3 separate regions of the Sus scrofa genome follow, and regions 2 and 3 are each linked to region 1. The links are chromatin contacts, called in public Hi-C and HiChIP or PLAC-seq maps. All regions are on one chromosome and are shown on one strand. Each heading gives the region's core, a stretch centred on a gene start, on an enhancer-like site or on the middle of the called end of the contact. The rest is flanking DNA. Distances are from core to core; before and after follow the strand shown.

What was found. Hi-C and Micro-C count contacts between places; a contact is called where the count stands out from the background. HiChIP or PLAC-seq counts read pairs in DNA pulled down with a chosen protein or histone mark.
Region 2: a contact with region 1 is called in an H3K27ac HiChIP or PLAC-seq map of alveolar macrophages. The contact joins two enhancer-like sites. A contact is called at or near these places in 1 of 47 Hi-C or Micro-C datasets (embryonic fibroblasts) and 1 of 2 datasets of contacts at active chromatin or transcription factors (alveolar macrophages).
Region 3: a Hi-C map of liver shows a contact between it and region 1, with 6 times the contacts expected there. The contact joins two enhancer-like sites. A contact is called at or near these places in 2 of 47 Hi-C or Micro-C datasets (heart right ventricle and liver).

The regions. Positions count from the first base shown.
Region 1 is chr2:76,502,374-76,506,195 of Sscrofa11.1, reverse strand. No RefSeq gene overlaps it. Among named protein-coding and RNA genes, the nearest start is that of MKNK2, 6.0 kb to the left of the region's middle. Within about 2 kb of position 1,610, at least 75 of the 83 cell types and tissues checked have an H3K27ac peak or open chromatin away from gene starts, as enhancers often do. A contact at or near this core is called in alveolar macrophages, embryonic fibroblasts and liver, where this site is marked.
Region 2 is chr2:76,341,297-76,345,118 of Sscrofa11.1, reverse strand. The region is part of intron 1 of DOT1L (histone-lysine N-methyltransferase, H3 lysine-79 specific); the gene reads right to left. Among named protein-coding and RNA genes, the nearest start is that of DOT1L, 3.8 kb to the right of the region's middle. Within about 2 kb of position 2,023, at least 30 of the 83 cell types and tissues checked have an H3K27ac peak or open chromatin away from gene starts, as enhancers often do. A contact at or near this core is called in alveolar macrophages and embryonic fibroblasts, where this site is marked.
Region 3 is chr2:76,373,367-76,377,188 of Sscrofa11.1, reverse strand. All of the region lies in intron 7 of DOT1L (histone-lysine N-methyltransferase, H3 lysine-79 specific), which reads right to left. Among named protein-coding and RNA genes, the nearest start is that of SF3A2, 30 kb to the left of the region's middle. Within about 2 kb of position 2,153, at least 25 of the 83 cell types and tissues checked have an H3K27ac peak or open chromatin away from gene starts, as enhancers often do. A contact at or near this core is called in liver, where this site is marked.

The DNA.
Region 1 (3,822 bases), core at 361-2,860:
GCCAAACAATTATTCATTGCTTATCTGAAATTCTGTTGTTTATCTGAAATCCCATGCTTGGGGCTGGCCCTGTGGAGCTGGTGCTGGGATCAGGCACTTGGGGTTGGGGTGACTCTGGGCATAAGCAGGTGGATTTAGACTCCTGGGCTGGCACACAGCCTGGCCTATACCCCCTCTGCATGTTCCCACCTGTCTGGATCCCCAGGGACAGGAACCACAAGCCCCAGGTCTTATCCATCCCCCAGATAAGGGAGGGTGACAGGCAGGATCATCACTGCTGGGCTGGGGCCTCTGGACGTGGGGCCCGGCAGCAGGAACATCTGATGCAAGTGGCTGTAAGTGTCCCTTCCTACTGGCTGACTCACAGCCTGCTCCATTCCAATGGCTCAGCAGTCCTGGGGACAGAGCCAGGCCCGCTGTCCTCTTTGGGGGTGGGGAGAGGGCAGGGAGAAAGGAAAGCAGGGGCGGGTGTGGCCAGCAGCTCTGAGAGCTGGCCTGCCTTCCTGGATGTGGGTGTTTTGGCAGCTGTGGGGCCCGTCCTGCTGTGATGGCAGCCTGGAGGGGAGTGGGGGTGCTGTGGAGCCTCCCAGGGGTCAATCAGTGAAAGTCCCCAAGGGAGGGTTGGGGGCGTGGTTGCAGGCTGAGCAGTGCTGGCCCAACAGATGGCCAAAGGCCACCACTCTGCCCCAGTGATCGGGGACAGGGCACTTGCTTTTTGTCCCATTTTCTTTCTGCCCCGTGGTCCAAGGCAGTGGACACCAAGGTGGCTCTCTGGGGAGCCAGGTCGCCCACTCCCAGCTGACCTACTCCCCAGCAGTGACCCAGGCATCACAAACGTGAGCCCTTAGTTTTGAGGAGAGTTGGAAGGGCTTTCCCCAGAAACTGTGGATATAAAATCTTATGAGGCAGCCTTCTTTGCAAATGAGATTAAGGGCTGTGAGATGGGGATGATCTGGATTAGGGAGGTGGGCAGTGTCACCACAGGGTCCTTATAAGAGGAAGGCGGGGGGTGGGGTGTCAAAGGCAAAGAAGGGAAATGCCAGGCTGCTGACTGTGAGGATGGAGGAAGGGGCCTCAGGCCAGGGATGAAGTGCCTCTAGAAGCAGAAGATGTAGGAACTGACTCTCCCCTGGAGTCTACAGAAGGACCAGCCCTGACCACATCTGGGTTTGCCCTCTGAAACTTTTGACCTCTAGGACTGTCAGAGAATAAAGTTCTATCATTTTGAACACCTAAATCTATGGTAACTTTTTATGGTGTCCCTAGGAGGCTCATTACAGGCACTAATATCCGCAGTAACCTAGAGTTCCCATTTAGCAGATGAGCAAAATGAGGCAAGTCCAATCAGGGCGGGGCGGGGGGGAGGCCAACTGACTCCTGCTTCCTGACCAGGGATTCTGATGGGTCTGGGGTCAGGATCGATGTGTTCAGGGGGCCCATAGACCTCGCAGCCTGGACTCCTGGGCCCAGTTCTGCTGACCTGCTGGAGGCCCCAGAGGCCACTGCGGCGGGAGGCGGGAAGGGGGCGGCGGTGTTCTGTCTGACTACGGGGCTGGCGCAGGGACCAGGCTCCAGGAATGTCCTCCCCCGGGGTTGGATTTGCTTGTGCTGCTAAACGCTCCAGCCGATCTGCTGCCGGGCGTGTGACCTGGCGCCTTTGAACCCTCCCCGCCCTCTGCAGCGGGACGCCAGAGGCGCCCAGCCCAGTTCCCACGCCGTGACCCCCGCCAGGCATGCCTTCCCTGGGTGCTTCTTCCTCAACCGCGTAGCGGGGCTGCCCAGGGAGACTTTCGCCCATTGCTCTGTGCTGGCGGTCGGCGGGGGTCGGTGGCGGGGACACGGTGGACTGCAGGTCCTGGGCCGGGTGCCCTGGGTATCCGGGTGGCCGCGCCTGCGCCCTGGTTCACGCGCTGGGCCCCTAGGCCCCGAGGCGGGAAGAGTTACCAGAGCAACGCGTTTGCGTCACCGAACTAGGCACAGCGCCCCGGCTCTCAGGGAGTGGGAGGTGGGGCCTTGGCCCTGGGCCAATAGAATTCCAGAGACTGAATGTGTGGGGCGTGACCTGGGGGGGGGGCTGCTCTCCTGCCAATGAGGTTGTTGTAGTCGAGGCCACACTAGGAGGATCACGCCCCTTTAAAGGAACCACGAGCGTCTCACCGTATTGGCGCACAACCAAGCGGTAAGGGGTCCGCAGGTCTCCCTGAGCCTCAGTTTACCCAGGGGCACGGGGGCGTCGCATTCAGAGCTCTCAGTTCTTAGGAAAGGGCCCCGCAGCCACCCCCTCGCCCCACCTCTGAGGATGACCCACACCCTGCAGCTTTAGGGCGAGCGCGCCCCTCAAAAGACCGTTAGGCACCGGGGGGCCGGATTTGTCCCCAGGCCTGGGCCCCTGGAATCACTACTCCCCAGGGTCCAGGGAACATCCCTTAGGAGGACTCTATCTCCGTCTGTAGGTCCAGGAGGTTGGTTCCTGTCCTCAAGTCCCAGTGTCCTGGCACTGTCCCCAATAGCCCTCGGTTCCGATAGCAGAAAGCAAAGGCGATTGGTGGTGAGGGACTGTTTCCTGTGGACTCTGGGCGGCAATGGCCACAGCCGTAATGTACCCACTCTAAATGGGCCCTCTTCTCTGCTATCAGGTGGCCCAGGTCAATGAAACAGTAATCAGGGGTAAGAAGTCACAGTGGCTGATCCTGGGAGTAGACAGCAGCAAAAGTCACACAAATACACACACAGACACACACACAGGCAAGCCCCTGCCCAAACTACTGACTTGCACCCTGCGGGTCTCAAGCCTGGAGTGCCCCCAGGGGTGGTCTATGAGGTGTGGAGATGCCTGGGGTCCTGCCCAGTCTCTGCCACAGTTGGTGTCAAACAATAGGCTGGCATCTGGAGGGGAGGCTGGGCCCAGAGATCTGGGGAGGAGGGGGACAATTAGCTAGGTGGGGTCCCTAGTCCATGTTAGGCTTTGTGATATGGACCCAGCTACTTCCTGGTGTCCCTCTTTCCTGTTCCTCCATCACTTCCAGCCCCAGCACGCAGAGACACCACTAACTTGGGGTGTCCTGTTTGACCCTTGTTTCCTGGGGCGACTTAAGATGTTAGCTTTAGGGGAAACTGGGCGGAGGGCATCCAGGACCTCACAGTACAATTTGTGCAACTTTTCTGTAAGTCCAAAACTAGTTCAAAATAAAGTAAAATGATAAAGCACACCACTAGTATTAAGCATTTTTTTTTTTTTTTTTTTTTTTTTTTTTTTTTTTTGTCTTTTCAGGGCTGCACCCGTGACATATGGAGATTCCCAGGCTAGGGGTCCAATTGGAGTGGTAGCCGCTGGCCTACACCACAGCCACAGCAATGCTAGATCTGAGCCGTGTCTGAGACCTACACCACAGCTCATGGCAATGCTGGATCCTTAACCCACTGATCAAGGCCAGGGATTGAACCTGCGTCCTCATGGATACTGGTCAGGTTCACTAACCACTGAGCCATGACAAGAACATTATTGTCTCCTCTGTAAAAGAATGACCTGTGGGTGCAGCATGGCCCTCTAAGGTGTGAAGCTGGAGATATCCCAGAAGTGTCACAGCCTCCAGCTGTTAAAATAAGCAGCCTTGGATTTCCCATCATAGCTCAGTGGTTAACGAATCCAATTAGTAACCATGAGGTTGCGGGTTTGATTCCTGGCCTCGCTCAGTGGGTTAAGGATCTGGCGTTGCCGTGAGCTGTGGTGAAGGTTGCAGAGGCAGCTTGGATCCAGGCTGGCGGCTACAGCTCTGATTAGACCCCTAGCCTGGGAACCTCCATATGCCACAGGTGCGGCCC
Region 2 (3,822 bases), core at 774-3,273, 160 kb after region 1:
ATCCTCTTAAAGTTTTAAATGCTGACTTGCAAGTTCAGACACAGAACAGCTCTGGCAGGGTTGGTATCCCTCATACAGCCCTGCCCTGCCAGCCCCGTGCCCACCCCCAGACCTGGATGGAAAGCTTTCCTGCTGCCTGAGGCACACTCCGAAGACCAACACAGCTGCTCAGGGCTGCTCAATACACAGCGCCTTTCCCCCACGATCACACATGCCTCAGCTCTGAGGAGAGGAAATGTGTAACGTGAACCTCCATTAAGGGATGTAACATCACAGTCTGAATCTACTTAAACATCTCAAAACTCAGTAGAGTAAGTTTGCTTTTTTTTTGGCCGTACTTGTGGCATGTGGAAGTTCCCAGGCCACATATTGAACCCTTGCCACAGCAGCGACAACACTGGATCCTTAAGCTGCTGCACCACCAGGAAACTCCCAGTTTGCTAAATTTTTTTTTGTCTTTTTAGTGCCACACACGCAGCATATGGAGGTTCCTAGGCTAGGGGTCCAGGTGGAGCTGTAGCTGCCAGTGTGCCAGATCTGAGCTGCATCTGCGACCTACATCACAGTTCACAGCAACGCCGGATCCTTAACCCACTGAGCGAGGCCAGGGATCGAACCCTCATCCTCATGGATGCTAGTCAGATTCATAAACCGCTGAGCCACGGCGGGAACTCCCCAGTTTGCTATTTTAATAACAACCTTATATTTCATCCAGAAGTTTCCCTCTCACGGGTTTATAGGATGGAGCAAAGGCGGGTGATGAGGGAGGCACTGAGGGGCAACACAGGAAACCCCTCTCCCCCCTTCTTGTTTTCTGTCTCCTAGGGGTCCTGTTGCTCGGTATTCCCCAGTGCCTGTGCCTTGTCTCCTTGGCTATAGGATGACAGTCATGTTCCTTTTTCCACCTCAGGGTGATGCCTGGAAGCCTCTTTGGCACCTTCTCTGTCTCTCCAAGCTGTTCCTCCTGTTCCCACCAGCCAGGTCTCTCAGGCCTGTGGCATTGAGCAATACCCCGAGTGTTCATTGAGGCCGTGCTGGTGTCTCATGTGGGTCCCTGCATCCAAAGATGGACCCCTGGAGTTCCCTGGTGGCTCAGTGGTTAAGGATCTGGCATTGTCACTGCAGCAGCATGGGTCACTGCTGTGGTGCAGGTTCAATCCTTGGCTCAGGAACTTCCGCATGCCAAGGGCACACACGCACACAAAAAGTGGACCCCAAAACACTCTATCTCGACTATGCCAAAACCAATTATATCATCATGTAGTTTTGTAAGGTACCACCACTGGGAGAAGCTGAGTAAAGAGAACACAGGATGTCTCTGTTATTTCTTATAGCTGAGCAAGAATCTATGATTACCTCAAAATTAAAAGTTTAATTAAGAAATAAAAGAGGAGTTCCCATCATGGCATAGTGGAAACAAATCCGACTAGGAACCATAAGGTTGTGGGTTCGATCCCTGACCTTGCTCAGTGGGTTAAGGATCTGTCGTTGCTGTGGCTGTGGTGTAGGTTGGCAGCTGTAGCTCTGATTAGACCCCTAGCTTGGGAACCTCCATGTGCTGTGGATGCGACCCTAAAAAGAGAAAAAGACAAAAAAAGAAAAGAAAGAAAAAAAAAGAGAGACTGGTGGGGGCAGGCCCCCTGTAGCTCTGTCACCTCCTCCCCTAATACACATCCAAAGTTCTGGCTGCCTCAGGCTCCCCCCACCAGGAACAGTACACAGTTCCTGAGTACTGGCAGTTGGCTCTTGGGGGACCAAAGCTAAGAGCCACACACACCGGACTTTTCTGACTATCCTTTCCTCTTTTAAGGTGGCTACTTCACCCAAAGAAAGCCATCAAAGGGTTAATCTGCCTTGTACCTTAGATGGATTAGGCAGGACTCACAGCAGAGGTAAGATCAGAAAATACTCCGTGAGTCACAGGGAGGGATGGCTCACTCGGCCAGCCGCCCACTTCAGCTACTACTCACAGCCGAGTTAAGGGCATGACTGCTCAGCGGGCATTCATCAGAGACTCGTGGGCTCTCAGGAGGAAGCCGGGGGCGGGGACAGTCACCCTGGGCTGTTCCACACCCACAGCCTGGGTGAGTCACAGAGGGAAGGACCACTGCACACCCTAGCAGGCTCTCGCCCAGACCACCTGCTCCCTCTGAGCTGAGACTCCGTTTTTGCACCAAAAGAAGGGCCGTCCTGCTTTAGAAATGCCACCATGAGCTATAAGTCGATATTAGGGAACCCGCGGCCACAGATGGAACAAGTCCCGCTCGATACCCCCGCCCTCCTATTTGTCAACTGAGCTTAAGCCCGTTTTCAAGGCTGGACATTTCCATGTGTGGACGGTTGTGGTTGCTTGTACTTCCCCCTGTGGATGTCCCCTCCTCAGAGAAGCCACCCACACCTCCTCCAGCCCCTCCCTCTGGGACCTCAGCAGATATATGCCTGACAATACACCTCTACTGGACGTCTATGTTTATAGATTACCTCCCAGCCATCCTTTGTTTGTGTTTCTTGAGATTAAGAATATTGTCTACTACCCTCTGTGTCCCCTGGAACACAGTGAATTATTCGGGAGGTACTTGGAGAATGAATGAATCAATGAACAAACAAGCTCAGTCATTTCAAAAGTGTGGTCACATGAGTAATCTGACCTTCTGAAAAGTCGAGCTTCTGAAAGTAGCCCATTTTCTTAACGTATTCATCACCAAGTCATCATAAAATAGGAACTCTTAAAAAGCACTGCCATCTCATTTCCCGTGAGAAAGCAAGATTCCTCAGGGGGGACATAGAAGGGTAGCAGATGTCACCATAAAGCCTGAGGAAGGTTGTGGCTCACTAAGCACTTCACGGGGTCCTTGTGACCACCGGCCTGGTAGTGAAACAGCCACAGCAGGAATGGCTGCTGACGTCAGGTGGAGCATCAGGCAAGCAGCGCACACCCACACCCTGCCAAGAAAGGCCCCGGCCAACAGTGGAAAGACACTCTCCACTTCAGAACCACCTGCCACCAGAAAGCCAGGTCCCAACCAGGGCCTGGATACACGAGGCCTTATTTACAAGAGTTACAAATCTCTGTGGCTTTGCTCTGCCCCAAATAAAAGTTGGTGATGGGGACAACACGACCACCTCCAGATGAACTTCATCTTAGTTTCAAGTGCCTGAGTGCTGCGCCATTGTGGCTTTCTAAACGCTTCCAATACTCAATGTAGCAATTTTTTTTTTTTTTTTGTCTTTTTGCCATTTCTTGGGCCGGTCCCGCGGCATATGGAGGTTCCCAGGCTAGGGGTTGAACCAGAGCTGTAGCCACCAGCCTACACCAGAGCCACAGCAATGCAGGATCTGAGCTGCGTCTGCAACCTACGCCACAGCTCACGGCAACGTCAGATCCTTAACCCACTGAGCAAGGCCAGGGATCGAACCCACAACCTCTTGGTTCCTAGTCGGATTCATTAACCACTGAGCCACGACGGGAACTCCCAAACATAGCAATTTCTAAGATGCCCAAGTGTTTTTATTAAACATACGAAGAGCCAAGACCCCAGTCCCACTCCCGAGTGTTTTCCCAAGTGAGGTGAATATCCAAGTTCACATGGAAACCTGCCCCAGGATATTTATAGCAGCTTTCCCCCATCCCTTCAAAACTGCAATCACCCCACAAGTCCTGCTACCCACAGATGAATGAATGGACAAATGAAAAATGGAAACACAGCAAGATAAAGAAGTGACTTCTGATATTAGCAACAATACAGTTGAATCTGAGATACGTTTTGCTGAGTAAAAGCAGCCAGAATCAAAAAGCTACATGCTGTTACTTCTATTTACCTG
Region 3 (3,822 bases), core at 904-3,403, 130 kb after region 1:
GCCGGCCTATGCCACAACCACAGCCACACCAGATCCTTAACCCACCGAGCGAGGCCAAGGATCGAAACTGCAATCTCATGGTTCCGAGTCGGATTCACTTCTGCTGCACCATGAGGGGAACTCTAAGAAATGTGGTTTTATAATGCTTTAGAAGAGACTATCATCGAACTCCTGGGTGCCCTCCCAGAAGAAGTGAAAACAGACCTCCATAGGAAAGCCTGTAATGTACCCCCTGGTCCACAGCAGCAAAAGGTGGGAACAATTCCCGTGTCCATCAGTGGATGAACCATGTGCTCCACACATGGGAACATCACTCAGCCATCAAAAGGAGACAAACACCGGCTACCACCTGGATGGACCCTGAGACACGATGCTCAGTGAGAGAAGCAGACACAGAAGGACACACAGTGTGGGATGCCATGGATGGGAAACGTCCAGAACAGGCATATCCAGACACAGAACGTCTCTGGGTGAGCGCTGGAGACAGCTTTTAACCTGCCCCCATCTGCACACCACCACTAGTGCTGCGAGGTGCCCGAGAGGCCCTCCTCTGTAAGATGGGGTGGCACTGCCCAGCAGGCCTCACCCGGGAGGAATGGCTACAGGTTGGTCACCCTCCAGAGCATAGGGAAACCACCCTATCCTAAGGTGTGCAGGAGCTGCCCTGGTCGGGGTCCATCCTGGGGTTCTTGGATCCTGCCCTCCTGGGCCTGCCATCGCTCCCTGTACATGGCCCAGCCAGGCTTGGGGTGCAGACCCAAGTCCCAAATCCTTAAGGCGCTGCACGGGGAAAAGCTTGCACTGCAGGCCTGAGGCTGCATCCCTGGAAGGCCCCTGGGCGTCTGGCAAACATAGGCTCCTGCTGTCCTCTCAGTATCTGGGGTCTCTTCATGACCAGCCCCAGTGAGAACCCGGGCTGGGTTCTGTGAGCCCCCTGGGGGCTGCACCTCTGCTGTGGTGTCACGTTTGAGGGAGATTAGGCGCACCCGTGGACTCTGAAAGCTGTGTCTGGTGCCGTGGACCCACCCCATGCCTCCTCCCTCTGCTGATTCTGCTGTCCTGTCCCTGCTGCGTCCTGGGCCTGTCAGGCTCTTCCCCTGGGACTTCTCTCTCCAGGGTCTCTGGATCCTCCCCTCCTGGGCCTGCTATTGCTCCCCATTCAAGCCACACCATGTCAAGCCACAGAGCTACTGTTCAGCAAGGCAAGAACACAGCCACTGTCCCATCCTCACCTGCCAGCCCTGTACTGGCTGATGATGGTGACTGGCTGAGATGGCTCCGAGTCACTGAGGCCAAAGTGCCCGAGTCAGCAGCAGCAGAAAAATGTGCATGGCTTTCCTATAACCCTCAGCAGGGGCTCGTGACCGACCTCAAGGTAACCAAGACCCCCAGCTAAGGAGGAATGCTATGGGAGCACAGACAAGGAGCGCCCCCAGCCTGCACAGGCAAGAGGGCTGCTATCTGCATGGCCGTCCTTGCCACGGGGAGACACAAGCAGGACAGGGACATCCCCACCCAGGACATTCAGCATCACCACAGACGTCCTCCTGAGCCACCACCCACCACTGTACGGAACACATACTCCAATCTCAAGGGAAAGAGCATGGCCTCCAGGAAGCACCCATTCCTACAGGGAGACCAGGGTGGCTTACCCCAGAGACGGGGGGGCCAGAGCTGCTGACGGGTGGCCCTGGGCTGTAACTGTGCTACTGACCCAGGAGCAGCTCAGGGACACAGACACAGTGCAGTACCAGACCACCCGACCATGGACGAGCCTCCTGGGAGGGGCAGCCTCACCCAGAGGGAGCCCACGCCACCCCCTGGCCAGATGCCTGGCCGGGGCCCTTCCCCTGAGGCATTTCCTGGACACAGGCACCTGCTGTTGTGCCAGGGTCACCACCAAGTGCCAGCAGCACATGGTTACCCGGGTATTTCCAGCCAGAGGGGGTGCCCCGAGGTGTGACAGATGCCGGCAGAAGCCAGCGTAGGGAGGGGACAAGCTCTGATACTGGGAAAAGCATGCTGGGCTATTCTTAGGCTCCATTGGCCTCGTTCCCTTTTCAGTTACTCAGTGACGGAGACAGGACTCCGCCTGCCAGCCCAGGCGCCTGATCCAAGCCACACAGAGCCGCAGGGAGGGCCCTCCAGACCCAGCACACAAGCTCCTGCCAAATCTGAGTGTTCGGCAGGGACTGTCACTATGCCCGCCTGGAGCAGGGCCGCCTGGAGCCAGCTGCTCCAGACATGGCCACCAAGGCCGCAACCAAGTGTCCTCTGAGCTGAGCTCTGCTCCAGCCACTTTGTAGGGGCCACGGTGCAGCTGATGAGCAAGGTTTCCATGCAGGGAGCCCTGCCAGTGCTCCAACTGATGTGCCACTGACCCCTGGAGACACCACCGGGCCAGGCGTTGCTGCCTGGCAGTGCCAAGGGGAGGAAGAAGTGAGAGGCAACCTTCCAGGGCAAGCAGCCACCTCTCCCTCCAGCCATGGGGTAGGCACCAGCAGCCGAAAACACACTCCAAGGAAAGTGGCAGAGGCTGCAGCAGGTGGACGGGGGCATCCCTGGGGCCTGCACCAACGCAGACTTTGCAATACATGCTCGAACCCTTGGCCCTCTCACCAGAGGCAGGGGTACTTTCTCAATGTAAAAGCCCATGTCTGGAATTCCCATTGTGGCTCAGCAGTAATGAACCTGACTAGTATCCATGAGGACAAGAGTTTGATCTCTGGCCTCGCTCAGTGGGTTAAGGACCCAGGGTTGCCACAAGCTGTGGCAAAGGTCACAGATGCAACTTGGATCTGGCATTGCTGTGGCTGTGGTGTAGGCTGGCAGCTGCAGCTCCAATTTGACCCCTAGCCTGGGAACTTTCATATGCCACAGGTGTGACACTAAAAAGGAAAAAAGAAAAAAAAAAAAAAAAGCCTATGTCTTAGGTCATGAGGTCTCAGGAATATGGTATGCTGCCCAGGAACTCTCAGCAGCATACTGGTGGATCTGGTGCAAGAAGGAAGGTTCCTGGAAACAAACCAATGGGACTGACTGCCCTCAGCCTGAACAAGGAATGCCAGAGGTCTTCAGATGTGGGAGGGACATGTGGGGGCCAGAGGATACACCCCTTCACTTTCCATGGAGGGTAGAGAATCTTCAAGAAATTCCACGAGCAGCAAGGAAGGGGTTCTGGGTTTGTGCTGTGGATGTGCAAGTCCTGCTGCAAAAAAAGCAGAGGAGAAGTTATGCACCAGCACCACCCTGGCACAAGATCGAGACATCGAAAGAAAGGAAAACCAAAAACTGGTCCCCTCAGGGGTGCAAATCCCCTCGACAAAATAGGATCAAACCCCAAACTCGACAATGCATGAAGGAACTATATACCATAGGACTAAGTAGGATTGATCCCAGAAGCAGAGGGCTGGCTCAACCTCCGTGCTCCTCACATCAAAAGGCCAAAGAATAAAATTGCACCATCATGTTGACAAATACACAAACAGCATGAACACAAGATAAAAATTTCCAGAAAAACAAGAATAGAGAAGCACTCTGTCAATGTGAAAGAGAACATCCACAAAAATACCCAAAGCTAACATCACATTCATGGCAAGAAACTCTAGGCCTTGCCCTCTTGCCACGCTTGTCCACACTCCAGCTAACACAGTAAGACAAGAAAGGAAAGGGTGGAGAATGGGAAGACATGTTCAAAGGCAACAGGATCAGAGTTTCTGATGTGGCTCAGGAGGCTAAGAACCTGACTAGAATCCATTAGGATGTGGGTTCAATCCATGGCCTCTCTCAGTGGCTAAGGATCCGGTATTAGCACAAGCTGCA